Regions from separate parts of the Lactuca sativa genome. Here region 2 is linked to region 1. Evidence: chromatin contacts called from public Hi-C data. All regions are on one chromosome and are shown on one strand. The core of a region is the stretch at or near the end of the contact, and the rest is flanking DNA. Distances in the headings are between cores, read along the strand shown.

Region 1 (3,196 bases), core at 418-2,917:
TTGGTTTTTAGAAAAACCTAGTTGTACCGGTTAAATTGAATAAAAACACATTCAATAGAACCATTTTTCATAATAAACTTTTGTGATTTTTTTTTTCACATTTATTTAAATTTCTCTAAATAAAAAACATATGGTAAATGTTATGAAGTTATTTTTTTATGCGTGTATATTTATCTACAACTATATTTTGTTTCAGTATTATACTTTTTTTTATGTATGTGGATTGATGTAAAACTTATGATTATGTGTTATTTAAATGTATTTGGATTGATCTATAACTTATTTTTATATGTATTTTTAATATTTGAACTTATAGACATCAAATTTATGATTTATGTATGTATGCATGTATGTGTAGGAGAATAAGAAAAACAAATAAAAATTATAGAAACCGGTTGACCCGACGGTCAAATTGGGAAAACCGATCAACATACCCGGTTCGCTTAAAACCGATTTTTAAAACATTGCGCAAAAACTATATGTTCATTGGAATCGTTAGGAATTAAAGGGAGTTGGAATCCAATTTCACCGGATTCCTAAGTTGTCGTTCATATTTGCTAAAGAATTAAATTCCTTAATTAGATGATATTTCCATCAAACGAGGAAAAATTTGTTCCATAAAAGAAAATATTATCGATTTTTTTTTTCATAAAGGAGAGTTCAAGATTACTATAATACCATTTTTATTCTACCACTATCACATATCATCAATAGCACTGTCACTACCACCTCCATTATCACCACCGTTACTGACCGTTATCATAACCACCATCACTATCTCCACCACCACCAACCACCGCTATACCGTCACCTTCACCACCACGATCACCATCTTTGTCACTGCCACCACCACCACCATCACTATAACTGCGAACACCACCCACCAGAACAATTTACTATTTTTATAATTTATTTGACATATCTTTCCATATAAAATTAGAAAACAAAATAAAATCAATCAAAAAAAAAAAACAAAATGGATCAATTATGTCATTTTATATTATTTCAGTTATATTTAATGTTGACCAAACCGAATATGAAATCGTATTCCAATCATAATATGCAATTACATTACAATTCATAACACACTCATATTATTTGATAGATTTCAATTCCTTTGTAAATATTTTTGCAAACAAAACACCAAGTAAATTTTTTATCATACTATATAACCGTTTCTTCGAACTCGTTGCTCTTCGACAATCGATCCCTCTACTTCTAATGCTCTTGTTCAATACTATGGATAGAAAGACGGGAACTTGAACCAAAATCAAAAGAAAAAGGACCAACAAAGAGACTAACTTTATAATTTAATCAATAAAACATATTTCTTTTCTAAAAAAAGCCCATTTGAATTTTCATTGATTACCCCAAAAGCACAAAAATGGCTTCAAAGACATTTGACCAAATTAATAGCAATCTTGCATGAAAACTAATAAAACCATAAGCTTAAATCCAACTTCACATTCTTCCTCCTCCTCCTCCTCTCTCTCTCTCTCTCTCTCTCTCTCTCTCTCTCTCTCTCTCTTCTCTCTCTCTCTCTCTCTCTCTCTCTCTTCTCTCCTCACTCTCTCTCTCATCTCCTCTCTCTCTCTCTCTCTCTCTCTCTCTCTCTCTCTCACTTCTCCTCTCTCTCTCTCTCTCTCCTCTCTCTCTCTCTCTCTCTCTCTCTCTCTCTCTCTCTCTCCGTATCCAATTTCCTTCAAAACATCCCCACACACCCCACAAACGCACACTCACACACACATACAACACACACATGCATGCCATTTATAGATCTTGATCATCTTCCTGTTGTGTTAATTTGTGTTATGTCTAGTTATTATGACACTCTCTTTAGGCTTGTAAGCCTCCAAAAACAACCCTCCCATCATCATCATCATCATCATCTCCACCAACACCAACAACAACATCATTCTATCAACTCCACCAGTAGAACTTCAAGCAGTTCAAGATCTTCCACCCAACCTCCATATCACTTTAATTACCAACAAGGAGAAGATCAAGAAGAATGCTTCAACTTTTTCATGGATGAAGAAGATTTCTCATCTTCTTCCTCAAGGCACCCCCACCAAAATCAGTACTACTCTTCTCAACAACCACAAACCTTCCACCACCAGTCTTCCGGTACGCCGACGCCCACAACCAGCACCACCAACACCAACACCCCTCCTCCGCCGTCGTTGTCCTACTATGGCTTCTCTTCTTCCGAACATCAACAGTCGTCTGATCCCAACATTAACTACTCGTACTCTCCAGCGCGTGATGTCACCGCTGAGTTCTCTAATTCCTTCTCCGGCAACACCTGGTCCGCCGATGTTCTACTAGACGCCGCCCGTGCGGTGGCGGATAAAAACAGCGGTCGATTACAGCAACTGATGTGGATGCTTAACGAGCTTAGTTCTCCATATGGAGACACTGATCAAAAGCTGTCGTCTTATTTCCTTCAAGCGCTTTTCAGCCGTATGACGGATTCCGGCGACCGATCTTACCGGACTTTGACGTCGGCGTCGGATAAAATGTGTTCGTTTGAGTCAACAAGAAAACTGGTGCTGAAATTTCAAGAAGTCAGCCCTTGGACGACGTTTGGACATGTAGCTTGTAATGGAGCGATCATGGAGGCGTTCGACGGCGAGAGCAAACTGCATATAATTGATGTAAGCAACACCTACTGTACCCAATGGCCGACTTTGCTTGAAGCTATTGCAACTCGCACCGATGAAACACCACATCTCCGTCTTACGACGGTAATCGCAACCAAATCCGGTGGTGGCGCTGCGGATTCCGGCACCGGAGTACAAAAGGTTATGAGAGAGATCGGAAATCGGATGGAAAAATTCGCTAGATTAATGGGTGTCCCTTTCAAATTCCACGTAATACACCATACTGGAGACTTATCCGAACTGAATTTGAGTCAACTGGGAATACAAGACGATGAAGCTCTTGCGATTAACTTAAACGGCACGTTACGTTCTGTCAACAATCATCGTCGAGATTACTTGATATCAACATTTAGAGGATTAAATCCGAAAATCATCACCATCGTTGATGAAGAAGCTGATTTGGATGTGGGTACAGATGGGTTTGAATTCGTGAGAGGTTTTCAAGAATGTTTAAGATGGTTTAGGGTTTACTTCGAAGCGCTCGATGAGAGTTTTCAGAAAACGAGTAACGAGAGGCTGATGCTGGAGCGGGC
Region 2 (3,196 bases), core at 451-2,950, 310 kb after region 1:
TATTTGCATATTAAAAATATAAAATTTAAGGATTAAAAAGGGAAAATGATTATTTTAAATACCTTCATCGTCAAGTTTTAGGCTTTTTTTGACATGGTCGAAATCCACCAGAGCTTTGTTGTCGAGTGTGTTTGGATTCTACAAATACATGTATGAAATTACGAATTTGCCCTTTATGTATGAAATTCGGTAATTTAATTGAAAGTCATATTACCTGAATTGTGATGATGTCTTGCCTTGTGAAGGGTTCATCGGTTAGAAGCTCTTTCCAGTTTTTGGTTTTGAGGTTTAATTCTTTGATTGCCTGTTGAGAAATATATGGAAAGGGGTGTTTTTAATTTATAAAGAAATATATATTATTAATGATTAGAATAGGAAGAAAAGATAAATAAATAAACCTCGTAGGAGAAGACATTTCCGGTTGTCTTTATGGCAACAATGTGTGTGAACTCTGTGAAAACCTTGTTTAATACAGGGCAATGATACTCTCCTAGAATATAGAAAAATGGGTTTTTTAAGAAGATGAGGAATATCAAGAATGTTATTAGAAAGAAAAAACATGTATAGTATAATGGAATGATACCTTCAGAGTTTTTATGAAATGTTAGTGGGATGAGATCTTCTTGTTTGAGAGGAATTCCAGAAACAGGATGCTTTCCATATTTCCTTATGTAGGGGACTATGTGCCTACATCACCAAATTTCATAATTGAGTTTAAAAACTAGAGATTTGTGAAAAATAGAGAACAAACAAGATACAAATAGAGAATGTAGACTTAAAAACTATGTTAGGCTGTACATTTATAGCAATCTCAATTCCCAGAATGTTATTCATTCAGTGTAACTTAAGTCAGTGGCTTAGGGAAAGCCCCAACAGAAGGTGAAAAAAGAATATATGCTAACTGAAATGAAGCTTCAACTGTATCTACAAATGATTTCAAGTTAAAGAAAGCTCTATACTTCTATTTGAGTTGACGTGATCCTATATTCCTATGTGGTTCCATTTGGAGTTATGGCTCTTTGAAGCTCCTCCAACTATTCATACATGGTGGGATTCTCCTATACACTTCAACAATAAAATGAATCCCAAATCCTCGAAGACAATTACTAAACCACTGAAATAATAATAATAATAAACACTCACATGATATCGAAAACGCTGCCATCCTCAGTGCACACTGCGTCCTCGAATGGAGTAAATGTGAGGCTGCAAATTTCATGAAAGTGATGTAGTCAATCTTCAACTCGCATATGTAGAGGAAGCATACACACAGATAGAATTTTCAGAACTTTGAATTAAAAGACAAAGATGAAGAAAGTGAGTACGCGCAGCAATAGAAGGGAAGACGTTTAAAAGGTGTGCGGAGCTCTTTGGACTTAGCACCGCCCCACTCGGTGGCCCACTCCGTCTTCGTAAGGTACATCCGGTCTTTGCTGTGTTGTTTCTTCCCCATCTTTCTTCGAAATTTCTGAACTTGGAGCAAATTAGGGTTTACAGGAGAGTTCGCCGAGAATAATAAGTGTATTTGTGCAAATAGATCCCTCTATTCTCTTTCTTTCTTATCCCCACCAATGGAGAAACGATATCGGAAATCGGAGCTCCTGGATCTGATACGGTGGTCGCTAATAATCCCGCCGAGCCGGCTTAATTCTGCGGTGGTGGTCTGAAGTCTGAACCACAGAAAGAGCTAATTTTAAGAATTTGCAAAAATATTGTTTGTTATGGGCGGCTTCTGATATTAAGTATTAACCCATACATTAAGGCCCACTAATTGTGAAAAGTAAAAGATTTGATTAATTAAAATTTTATTACACAGGAAATTTGAGATAATATGGTTTATTTGGAATCATGGAATGGAATGTCATAAGAGAAATAAAGGAATACATAATGATCTAATAGATCATAATGATCTAAGCTAGATAAAAGATTTGATCATTATGCTTTGTTGTAATTGTGATGGTTGGTTGGATCGAATGAATGAATGAAACAAATTATTAGAACATATTGTATTTGTTATTTATAAGTAGAAAACAAATAGTAAGTTATAAATCATTCATATAGTTTAGGGGTGAATAAAAAATGATTATTATACCTTTTCTAGTTTTGTTCAACTTTTTTTGTATTTTGTTTTAATTTTTTTAATATTAATTGAAATGGTTTTGTTTAATTCTTTTTTAATGATAATAATTACTAAAATGGAGCTTGCCCCATGTAACGACCTGAAAATCATTACTTTCTAATTGAAAAATTAAGCAAAATAGTGTGTATGAATGCAATAATGGAGAACTATAAATTACAATGCCATTTTGAGAAAGTCAAACACGAAGGCATGATGTGTGTACCTAATGGTGTGGTGTGTCTTCTAGTCTGGGTGGTAGGACACGTGTAGCAAGCAGCTTGACATGTGGCGAGACACGAAGCGGTCTTTAGGCTAGACACGTGGATGCGACGCGTCCACCTTCCCGATGCGACGTGTCGGCACATGATTTAGCCTTAGTATAAATAGCTTGATGTGTTCTTTTGTTGCACCTTTTTCTGACAAGAACTCCAAGCATTTAAGCGGCGACATGTAATTTATGGGAGTACATATTGATGCCGGTATACAATGTATCGATTACGGAGCGAGATAAGTTATCCTCTTGTCTCGTTATTATGTAGATATAATTATGTAACGTCGTTATGATAAGGTTGTTAGAACCCAAGTTGGTTTGTAGAGTCTGTAATATGGTGTTATTATGAACGTGAAGGATACGTTGGAGGAATGAATTCCTGGTGGAATTCTTAGTTGGTTAATGAGGATTATAAACCATAATCTACATAGCGATTTAAAGTGAGTAATCAGACTGACGGTGTACGGGGTTAAACAACGTAGTTGTTGTAGTATGGGACTTGGTGAGTTTGGCAACAAATGGTTACCGGGCTCGATTAATGGTTAAATAAATGACCATTGTGGTAGAAGTGATGATAAGTTTGTACAAGTTCTAAGGATCTTAGTAACTGTTTGAATAGGTTTGGACAAGGTGATAAGTGGAAAGCAACACAAGACACACAAGACTTTAGGTCGCGACAATAGTTAGTCTTCACTAATTAGCCATTTGAGTACATGTGGACTTTTGGGTACATAGCAAAGTAATTACTTTTATGTGAAAAGTATGAATACATCACTAGGTGTGACTATGCTTGATCATGTGAAAAA

What was found. A called contact is a pair of places that touch in the nucleus more often than the background predicts.
Region 2: a contact with region 1 is called in a Hi-C map of leaf, with 5 times the contacts expected there. The contact joins the promoter of LOC111903108 here to the promoter of LOC111903110 in region 1. A contact is called at or near these places in 2 of 4 Hi-C or Micro-C datasets (both in leaf).

The regions. Positions count from the first base shown.
Region 1 is chr3:133,466,849-133,470,044 of Lsat_Salinas_v11, forward strand. LOC111903110 (protein SHORT-ROOT) reads left to right here and starts at 1,668. Exons shown (of 1, transcript XM_023898897.3): 1 at 1,668-3,196. The coding sequence starts at 1,764.
Region 2 is chr3:133,781,319-133,784,514 of Lsat_Salinas_v11, forward strand. LOC111903108 (peptidyl-prolyl cis-trans isomerase CYP65) reads right to left here and starts at 1,701. Exons shown (of 11, transcript XM_052769396.1): 1 at 1,326-1,701; 2 at 1,144-1,206; 3 at 584-687; 4 at 399-490; 5 at 215-304; 6 at 63-138. The coding sequence starts at 1,453.